3 separate regions of the Mus musculus genome follow, and regions 1 and 2 are each linked to region 3. Evidence: chromatin contacts called from public HiChIP or PLAC-seq and promoter capture Hi-C data. All regions are on one chromosome and are shown on one strand. Each heading gives the region's core, a stretch centred on a gene start, on an enhancer-like site or on the middle of the called end of the contact. The rest is flanking DNA. Distances are from core to core; before and after follow the strand shown. Region 1 holds the start of Flcn (folliculin). Region 2 holds the start of Cops3 (COP9 signalosome subunit 3). Region 3 holds the start of 1700007J10Rik (RIKEN cDNA 1700007J10 gene).

What was found. HiChIP or PLAC-seq counts read pairs in DNA pulled down with a chosen protein or histone mark. Capture Hi-C pulls out chosen DNA fragments and counts their contacts.
Region 1: an H3K4me3 HiChIP or PLAC-seq map of embryonic stem cells shows a contact between it and region 3, with 21 read pairs. The contact joins the promoter of Flcn here to the promoter of 1700007J10Rik in region 3. A contact is called at or near these places in 1 of 39 promoter capture datasets (macrophages), 1 of 484 Hi-C or Micro-C datasets (embryonic fibroblasts), 5 of 115 datasets of contacts at active chromatin or transcription factors (embryonic stem cells, heart atrium, pancreatic cancer cells and 1 more) and 3 of 9 other capture datasets (adipose tissue, liver and pancreatic islet).
Region 2: a contact with region 3 is called in a promoter capture Hi-C map of adipose tissue. The contact joins the promoter of Cops3 here to the promoter of 1700007J10Rik in region 3. A contact is called at or near these places in 2 of 9 other capture datasets (adipose tissue and liver).

What each region holds. Positions count from the first base shown.
Region 1 is chr11:59,808,625-59,811,999 of GRCm38.p6, forward strand. Flcn (folliculin) reads right to left here and starts at 1,415. Exons shown (of 13, transcript NM_146018.2): 1 at 1,036-1,415. It overlaps Gm16062 (predicted gene 16062), which reads left to right and starts at 1,456. Exons shown (of 2, transcript NR_045686.1): 1 at 1,456-1,637.
Region 2 is chr11:59,838,245-59,841,723 of GRCm38.p6, forward strand. It overlaps Cops3 (COP9 signalosome subunit 3), which reads right to left and starts at 1,523. Exons shown (of 12, transcript NM_011991.1): 1 at 1,426-1,523. The coding sequence starts at 1,480.
Region 3 is chr11:59,738,243-59,741,812 of GRCm38.p6, forward strand. 1700007J10Rik (RIKEN cDNA 1700007J10 gene) reads right to left here and starts at 1,912. Exons shown (of 6, transcript NR_045476.1): 1 at 1,796-1,912. It overlaps Mprip (myosin phosphatase Rho interacting protein), which reads left to right. Exons shown (of 24, transcript NM_001368931.1): 8 at 2,878-3,019.

The DNA.
Region 1 (3,375 bases), core at 165-2,664, 70 kb after region 3:
CCTGGGCACTGGGCAACAGGCTTCTCTGACGGGATTGCATATGGCGTCTGAATTCCGGTGAGGAAGGAGCCTAGGTCTTCTGTTACTCTCCCAATCCCAATGTCTACCACATTCTTCTACCACAGGAGCCGGCTTCTGGGAGTGTGCCTAACCACCCTTTCCTAGTAACCTTTCGAGCTGAAGACAGTCTCCTCAGCGTCATACTTTGAGAGGCAGGCTGTGCATGTACGAGATTTGCTCCCGCTGTCTGAACCACAAGCCTGGCAAACGAGACCCACACCATCCTTCCCTGGTGTGCCCTAGTTTTTCCTCATCTCTATTTCTTGTCTTCTCACAGCACCAGGCCACTAAGAGTGCCTTGTAGGCAAACAAGGGGTTACAAGGATCTCCACGGAAGTCAGCAGGAGCTGTAACTGTCTCCCACAGGAAACTCACTGATCCCCCTACTACACTAGCTAGTATAGAGTGGGTAAGAAACTCAGCAGGGAACTTTATCTCCAACTTAGAACCACTCCCCTCTCTACTACTGCCAACTTCAGCAGGACTTCCTTTAAAGAGCACCCAGTCACTTGACACTAGCAGAGCAAACACTGTCACGTGCCATGTCCTCTCTACTGTTTAATGACAACTATGATAGCTCGGCACTGCCAGCAATACACTAGCTGTAGTCTTTCTCTCTGCCGGACACCATGGGTGGTACCAGGCTTCCCCACCCCCACCCCCGAGAAATGGAAATTCACCCTATACTTGCAGTAGGTCCTCCTGGCCCCCTACTGTTATGGGCCACTTGTGACCTCAACGGCGATCCACTGGCTAATCCCAGGGCTAACCATTTCTTCCAACGCATGAGGACGAGTTACCCTGTTAAGAGTGGAGAGAAATGAGGTGTCTTGCCTGCCCTGTCCTCAGACGGCCATCCTGCTAGAAAACGGAGGTTGACTGGCAGGGCGACGTCCCCAACAGTATTCAGTCAAACTAAAGCAATTACCCCAAACGGGGGGTGGAACCTGCCACCTCCCTCTCCCAGGTGTTTACCATCCGCGCTTTCCATTCAGCCCTATGGCCCAACACCAACCCAGCTGGGGCGCTTGCCGCCGTCTCCCGGATGCTGGGCCGGAACCCGCTCGCAACTGTCCTGGGGCTGTCGCCACTGTTCTGCCCCTCGGCAAGTGCTAGCCCGTTCCGCAGGCCCTTGCACTGAGCCTTAGCGCGTGACCCAGCCGGACCGAACCATCCGCAGGCCGGCAGAGGGCAGGCAACGCCAGTGACTAGCCGGAGCGAGCAGCGTTGCGTCCCCCGCAGGCGACTAGGATGTGCGGAGCCTTGCTGTGTCACGTAATGCTCCTCCAGGCAAGGAATCCAAGCCCCTCGGCCACGCGCGCCCCTCGGCGCGGCAAGTCGCCCCGCGGAAAAGCGTAGATGGTTCCGGCCGCCGAGAGAAGCCATTCTGCAGGGGTGACGTCAAAACTGACATTTCAAAAAAGTCAGAGAGAATTAGTCAGTCCATGCCCTGTCCCTACCGAAGAGGAAAGATTTGCGGAAAATTTCCTCTGGATTCTGGGAGTTCTTGGGACTCCACTCCCTGCCTGTAAAGTTGCAGATCAGAGAAACCGTCTCCCCTTCGAGAGAAGTGGAAGGTACGGACAGGTCCTGGGAGGGAGGAGGGTACAGAGCGAAGCAGGACCACGCATGTGCACGGCTCAGTCTTGCCCTGAGCCGGCCCTATCTTTGCAAACTAGCTTTCAAAACAGTTCGTGGATTGTGGGGTTGTTTTCTCTAAGCCCTGGGTTTGATTTCCCGTTTGGGGATGAGGGATGGAATATTATTTAGCTACTTAAAAATTAATTTTAAGCCGGTCAGTGGTGGCGCACGCCTTTAATCCCAGCACTTGGGAGGCAGAGGCAGGCGGATGGATTTCTGAATTCCAGGCCAGCCTGGTCTAAAGAATGAGTTCCAGGACAGCCAGGGCTACACAGAGAAACCCTGTAAAACCAAAAAGAAAGAAAGAAAAGAAAAAAAAAGGATTTTAAGGGCTGGAGAGATGGTTCAGCGGTTAAGAGCATTAACTGCTCTTCCAGAGGTCCTGAGTTCAATTCCAAACAACCACATGGTGGCTCACAACCATCTATAATGGGATCCAATGCTCTCTTCTGGTGTGCATGAAGAGAGTGACAGTGTACTCACATTTTAAAAATAATAAAAAAAAATACATCTTTTTTTAAATGAATTTTAAAGCTATTAGTGCATACCATGGGCCCTTGAAGACAGATGAGAACAGAGCTCTGGGCTTGAGCCTGTAACTAACGCTGCCAGCTGTACACAGCGGCCAGCGCTGCCAGCCTCCGCTGTGTACACGAGGACGCCCAGAATGTGGTTATCCGGAAGTGGGAAGCTTCAGATGAGTAGAAGTTGATGAGTTGGTATCTGTTTGTTTTTCAAATCACGGGGATCGGATTCCTTTCTCTCTATTTCAGCTTTCGTGTTTTGTTGGAAGAGGGAGCAGGAGGAAAAAAAATATGCAAACTTGTGTTCTATAACTTTGTTTACTGCCTGGTAAAGATTAAGGAGTGCAGGGTGGAGTTATGGTGTTAGGTATTGTCTTGTGTGTGTTTATTTTTACCAATCCGATTATTCCTGATACTGTGAGTCATCTCCTGTCCTCCACGAGGCTCTTCCCTACCCTTCTCCAAGACTAGAGCAAGCAGACAGCAGAAGAAGAAAGCAGATACCTGACAACTAGGGGTTAACAAACTTAAGCAGGATAAAACAGCTTTAAGCAGACTGCCACTCAGGATATAAGTGAAACCAGTTGCAACTCCCCACAGCGATGTTAGGAAGAACCAGGTCAGCTCTGACTATGGCTCTGAGAACCAGGATCCTGTATTGCGACCAGAGGATTTGGGCAGCCAACCAAAAGCAGTCACTACAGAGAGAGTCTGGAGGTCAGTGAGGGGACAGCAGGAGTGTGCAGCTCCCCACTGGCTCCCCCAGGTCTCTAAGGCTGAGGCAGGCTACCAGGATTCCTTTCTGCAGTCATTGAGAAGCCTCGCAGGCTGAGGGGGTAATGAGTCCCTTTGCCTGCTCCTACCGATCCAGTCCCAGAGGCTCGCTGAAGCAAGCTCCCCACAGGAGCCTCAGCCATAGGACAGACACTTCCCGACTCAAAAGGAGCCTGTCTTCGGAGATGGCTGGCTGATTAGAATGTCAGTACCAGTGGACGGACTGGGATGTTGCAGACCCAAAAGCTAGTTGCCTTACCTTGAGCTAGTTCTAGCTAGCCCTCTGCAACAGCCATTCCTTGCCTACCTCCATGTCAGAACAAGTAGATAAAAACCTTGTGCAGTGTATTAACTTGCCAATTCAAAAGGTCAACTA
Region 2 (3,479 bases), core at 273-2,772, 100 kb after region 3:
ACTGTGTTGTGTACACTATTAAGCATCTTTCTGCTATTTAATGATGACCTCAGATTCCTTTTCAGTTTGCAAAAAGTATATGCACTTTTCTTCCCACAGCTGCATAGGAATCCATTTGTACGGCTGTGCTGTAATTGTCTAATTTTAATTTTCTGTGTCTGTATGTGGTTATGTGCATGTAAGTGAAGGTGCGTGAAGAGACAGAAGAGGATGTTAGGTTTTGGGTCCCTTGAAGCTGGTGTTACAAGGGGTTGGGTGTCCACTAACAATGCCAGGAACTGAACTCTGGTCCTCTGAAAGAGTAGTACATGCTGAGAGCTGTTCTCCAGCTCCACTTAATTAACTTATTTAGAGACAAGGTTCTCATTGTGTAATGCTGGCTGGCCTTGAACTCAAGAGATCCACCTAACTCAGCCTCCAGAGTTAGGGGACTAAAGGAGTGCACGCCTATGCTCACTCCTTACTTAACTAGTCCTACCTGTATCGTATGGATGAATGACTTATTTAAAGAAAAAAAAAAATCACTCACAGGTGTCTATCTGGCCTGTGAGCTTAAGTCTATCACTGACAAGGAAAACGAGAATTACCATTTATTTTGCATGGTGTCATCATTTAAACCTTACAAGAGTTAGGTGGACAACTACCCGGACACACCTCATACCTCTCTTTTTCTACAGATGAAGAAACGAGCCTAACCTCACGGAATTTCCACATGTCAAAAGCATTTCTAACATGCTTTCTCCACTCCATTCCCTTAACTCTATTAAAGAGAGGTCACATTCTTCTGGCTCAAGATTATGGGTGTGTTCAAGTGACGAGATGAATGGACCAGACGGTATGCAAATTAAGGGGGGGAAATAAAGTAACAACTGTACGCCCTAGAGATGTAGTCCGACTACTGAAAGCTCCCTTGGAGCTCGGTTCGACCAAAATAGGGGCGGAGGATTCCGAGCGTGCGCCGCTGGCCAGCCAAGACTCACGCCTTCTAGCCAAGGAGCCTAGAAAAGACTCCCCTCCAGCCGCTAGAAGGGCCTGGTGGGGGCGGGGGGGCAGACCGGCAGGACGGACAGGACGCTAGACCAATCACCAAAAAGCAGTGATGGCCAAGGGACCAATGGGTGCTCCGGAATGCCCCTACCGGAAGTCACGCCCCCAAACTGTCAAGCGGCGCCCCGTGGCTGGGGCCCGGAGGGGGGGTGCTGGAGGGGGAGGGGAAGGAAAGTCTCCGGGGCCCGAGGCAGGGGAAGGCGACGGCAAGGACGACGGCGCACGACAGCACGAGGACTGCTCCCCTCGGCCGTGCGCTCCTACCCTAAGCACCAAGGCTTGAGCAGGTCCAGGGGGAGAGGCTAGAGAGCGAAGGGCGGTCCCAAATCCGCACCGGTGCCAGGGCATACCGGGCCAGCTCTGCGGCCCAGGCCTCACCTTGAGCTGAGAGCTGTCGGACACTGTTCACGAACTGCTCCAGAGCAGACGCCATGTTTCCCCCCGCTGGTGGCCCGAGCAACAGAGGTAAGCTCGCGCGGGAAAAAGCGACTGCTCTAGGAGGAGGGGCCCGGCGACCCACTAAAGCCTGGAGGCAGGTTGTGTCACTTCCGCCGGCCAAGCGCCGCGAGATCTTACCTGGCTGAGGCACCCCCTCCTGTCTCCATGGAAACAGTTCCGCTAGTCGCCGGAAGTCAGGTCCCCTCCCTCGCCTTTCATTGTAGTGCACTTGGGAAATCTCGTCTCATGTTAAATGGAAATAACGAAGAAAGGAAAGAATAACACTTAAGCACAAAATTTCTGGGCCCAGTTTTGCTTAGAATGACTGAACATTATTTTAAACCTAGCCACATACTTCCGACACGGCTCCATTGCCACTTCCGGAACATGTCACTAGAGAGCCATACTTTCTTCCAAAGGCAAGGGAAAATGACTCCTTTTGAAGGATGGGGAACTCGTTTTATAAGTTCCTAGGAATGGTGGCTTTTATCTAACGACCAGAAACCCTTCTGTATCTGAGGTTGTGCTCATTTCTGAACATACACAATGCCTGAGAACTAACAGCTTAGTGCTGGACAGTTTCCCAAGTCAAAGTGTAACATTAGGAAGGTTTTGAATTCTAAAGCTGAAAATTAAACACCAAGCAATTCCTCGGATTTCCAGGCTCCCCAGGTCTAGACTGAAGCAGTGATTTTTCTCATTCCATCTTTGGTTTCTTATATGACCATCATCTATCTGTAACAGTTAAACTCAGGTTAAACTTTCCCTCTGAAGCAAGCTCGGTAATCTAAGGCTAAGGGGTTCTGATAGATAGCACAGCACACTTTAGGTTCCTGCTTGGCTCGGAACTAATTTCTTTCCTAGGATTTCTAGTGCTGTAGCAAAGATGAGAAAAAGGTTACTTTGTATCACTTCATAAGATGAATGAAAGGCCTCAGGCAATGAGGCTTTAGAGGGAGACTCTTGAAAGCAACCGGGATCCAGGGTGTTAGTGTTACCGCTCTAAGGGGCAAGTTTTCCCTAATACAAGTGTTGCAGTTCCGAGGGGGCAATGCCAATGAATGTGTTACAGCTCCGGAAAGACTTCTCCAATGGAAGTATTACAGCTCTGAGGGGAGAGGTTGCTTGTGTGTAAGTGTGACAGCTGAAGGGAAAGTTATCCTGGCAGTCTGGAGCCAAGGAATGCCACAAAGTCACATGGCACATCAAACGTCACTCAAGAGATTGGGAGAGATAACAGAGGGTGCTGCCTCTCCTGGGAGAAGCAGCAGGGAATTGGTGAGGAGACAGGCTTATACAGAGTTTCATGGGGAAGGAGTTTTCCAGGGTAAAGATTTCCACGGTGAGGATTAGTGAGATTTCAAGCCAAACTCAAAGACTGGTGAGAGTTTGTGCTCAGGGATTCGTAGGTTTTGGAGCTGAGGAATTGGTGGGTTGGTGACAGGAAACGGTCACCAACAAGGATATTTAACCAGATTATAGGTTCCTGGTTTACAGTTGGAGATGGCACTACCCTCTGGAGGAATACTGCTTTATCTTCATCCTTCCAAGTGGTCAATGAACCACAGCTCCAAAGGGGGCAGAAACACCAGTACTAGTGGCATATCTAGTCATAACAAGAACTCTTTGCACACGTACTCACCAGTAAACCTCTATCTTGTTCCCAATATAGACCCACATATGGTTCTCTATAAGTTGACCGGGCATTACTATGGTCAAAGGGACTTTAGGGGTTGGACATCCCATTCTTTTGCTCATATAGCATCTTCATCTGTGGTCAAGCGGGTGGGCAACCACTCCCTGCTTGGATGGTATAGAGTAGTCAGGGATGAGCCAAGAGCCTGCATTTGTTGTCTCAGGGTAATGTTGCCCAACCCCTGTATGCTCTGATAAGGGGAGGCAGGAGTCCATAAAGGACAAGGGGAGAACCCTATGTGACTAGCAGGGCGAGACCTGATACCCAAGCAACTGGCAACAACTGGTCCCCAACCGGG
Region 3 (3,570 bases), core at 662-3,161:
CATGGCTGCCCCCAGGAGAGTTTAAAAGCACATCTGTGTGCTTTGCTGTGGGTGGGAGCACTGCTTTCATTAGCTTTACAAAGAAGTCCTCTATTCAGAAAGGCAACTCCAGAAATATCTGCAGTGTCTTCCCTGCCCTGAGTGCAGGCTGAAGTTCAGTCAGGTGTTGAGGGCAGGATGAGATTAGGGAGGACTTTCTCTTGTCCCCTTTTCTCAACTCAGTTAGTTGACACCCAACCCAGCTTGTTTCAAATGGCCTATGGACCCTCAGGAAGACAGTGGACACTAAGTGCTCCCTGGTATTCCATATAATCGTCAATCTTCACAGTCCAACAGTGGCTCAGGAAAGCACCTGTTACTCTTACCCTTGCTTCAAGGATGTGAAAACTTGGGTGACCCCCATCCCTCATGGTGAATAACAGCTAGTGGGTGGGCCTTCAGCAGGAAGTCTCTGATTCTATGATAGGAACCAGCATCAGAGCTCCTGATGTCCTTCTAAAGCATGTGGGTAGCAGAAATGAAAGGTCTTGTTAACCATTAAGGAGGCCTTCAGGGTGGGCAGGGGCAGGTTTGCGCTGGCTGCTGAGCAGGCTAATTCTGATGGTTCCAAAATGGGGTCAACTATGCTTTACGTTTAGTGGCAGGCCAGAGTTAACATTTTGCCCACCTGCTTGGCTAGGCTCCTTGTCAGAGATGTTAATTTTGAATGCATTCTTGTCTACCTGCCTGAGATAGATGCAGTCTCTAGGCTTTGTTCTTGCATGTTCTTCACCACTATGGGGATGATTCTCAGCTGGTGTTGGTGCCTGGACTACTTCTGCACATTAACCCTGTAACTATCCCTTCCTGAATGATCTTGCTGGTTGGTGTTGCTCTTTGAGGACTGCTATCTGAGGCCCAAGTAGTCCACCTGGTGCTGGACTGGATCCTGGTCTCTGATAAGTTAGAGTGACAAGATGCCAGTTACTTTGCATTGAGTTACTGTAGCCAAGACAGACCTGCCACACAGTAAGGAAGTTGAAAACCTCAGGGTTACTTTTGGAAAACTTCAGTAAGCCAGTAAGCAACCCTACCTGAGTACCAGCAGCCCTGAGCTTGGAATTTGCTCTTGAGACTTCTGAGCCTTTGAAGGAGTTCTTATAGGAGGTTCTTAGACCTGTGTCTGCTAAGTGTGGAGATCCTTATAACACTTTTAGTGACTAACAGAAAGCTAATGGAACTCTGACCTCTCCACCTTGTCAGAGTAGCTTGAGTGAAGCTACTCTGTCACCTCTATTGTTTCAGAAACACCAACTTAGCCACAGAGAACTAGCTATATGCAGAGGTTGCCCAAGCTCCTGGTCTCATCATGTCTTGGCAGCATCTCTGTCAAGCAGCTATAGCAAGTCCCCCCAAGCAAGTAGTTTCTCATGCTAACTACTCTGCTTGGAACCCTATAAACCTATATTCCATGGTGCCAGTCTGGCCTGGCACAGCCCTCCTACTATCCTGGGGCCTTGAAGTACTCTAGCCAGATACAGTGCTCTCAGCCCGAGAAGAAACAGCGGCCCTGGGATGGTGGTGTCCAGCTCTTCTGCAGCAGTCTAGCTATACAGGACACCTTGGCTGCACTTAAAAGATTTTCCTCTACCTGGCAGCCAGCAGCTGCTTAGCTCACTGCTTTCCCAGCCAGTCTCCTCACCTCAGCCTCTATAGGCACAGCAAGCTAACCCAGCACCAGTCTTCTAACGACCCCGAGTATGGAGGCAGAACACACACAAGCCCTCCTGAGCCCTGGCTGCCTTTGCCCTCTTACCTCCCTTGAGGAAAGGAACTGTTAAGGAAGATTTGTAGTGACCTCTGAAAAGAGAGGTTCCTGGGTTCTAGGCCATGACTTCCTCTTGCCTATTAGAGATTTTAACTTTCTGAAAGGGACCTTTATCACTTCCTCTCAGCTCCACACCACTGGTTCAGAATGCATGCCACGCCCACGCTCATTGTGAGGGAGTAGGCTGTCCCTAGGAGAGCAGGCCTTAGGTTTGGTGAGAAGAGACCATCCTCCCAGCAGGTTGAAATCAGCTCTCAGAGCCCAGGTAGGCAGCCCAAGTCTTCTGCCTAATCCCTCAAGGGGACTCCTTAGGCTATGTGGTAATTATGGGTTTCCTCTCTTCAGCCATTACCTTGGGGTTTGCTGCTTTAAATCTTAGATAACTTTGATTTATCATGATTTGAATTTTAAAAGCAGTCTTTTTCTGTTCATTCATTTCCCAGCCTTATTTTCTTTCAGGTCTTGCCCTCTCCACCCTCTGCTGTGTTCGCGCCTCCTCCACCTGCTTCGCTTCCATCTCAGCTCCGTCGTCCCAGCCACAGACCGCCTGACAAGGCCGCTGGCCTTTCACATGAAATCAACTGCTTTGTTTTATTTTGATTTTGATTCCTTTTAATGTTAGCAGAAACTGTTAATTCATGGGCTTTTATCTTGCTAAATTTTGAACACCCTACTGTGGGGTGCATTATAACTAGAGGGTGCAATGTTTGCGGAGGTGGTGGTTGTCCTTCATTGTATCTGACTCAGGGAGGTTACCAAGGTGTACCAAGCTGTATGAGTCCAATGTTGGAGCAGGGCCAGTGCAGGCCCAGTGTGGAAAGGTTCTATGGCTGTTCCAGCCCAGCGTGAATGGGGGAAAGTGGAGCTCAAGTAGACTGAATCTGTGCCCTAAGTCCTATCAGTACTGTGTAAGCAGTGCCTCACTTGTTTAACAGAAAGGCTAACACTGGAGCCCAGTGAGGTAGGCCAGGTGTGCAAGCTGACTACAGGAGCCCCTACTGGACTTGAGACGAAGTCCACCTTGGGAACGGGGAGACTCGAGTTCAGCAGCTTCATGTCCTCTTTTGTAGGAGGTCCCAGGTAATTGAGAAATTTGAGGCCTTGGACATTGAAAAAGCAGAGCACATGGAAACCAACATGCTGATTCTGACCACTCCATCAAGTGACACTCGTCAGGGCCGCAGTGAGAGACGGGCCATCCCTAGAAAGCGGGTGAGCTCCAGTGTGGGGCCAAGTGGGGCCTTTGGCAGCATGGCTTGGGTCTGGGGAACACAGTGCCGTACATGTTCTGAGTCCCATACATACCAGGGACATGTTTCTTCTGGGCCTCTACTCTGTTCCTTTCCAGTTAGCCTCTTGAGCATCAGCCTGTCTTCCACATCTCCCTCCTACAGCGTTAGCCTTCTGTGCCACAAGGTGCTTCAATGAGTTTTAGATCCCAGTTGTAACTAGCACAATTTCTTCCCACTGAGGCCACCCAGGAACAAAGCCGAATATGATACCTTTTTCCTTCTTTTGTTTTTGGAGTGGCAAGCTGTACCCTCGTTTCTCTGCTTAGCCTACAAGGTCCATCAGACCTCAGCCGTCCTCCTCCTCCTCCTCCTCCCAGATTCCTCCAGCCTTTTGCCCACCTGCCTCTTCTGTGGCCTGCTGTACCCAAGATCTTCTTTCCAGTTTCTTTGTTGCTCACGAGGTGCCTGCTGTCTGTCTTCTGTAACCTGAGAAGCTGCAAAATTGGGTGGGACCAGTGATAACCAGGCATC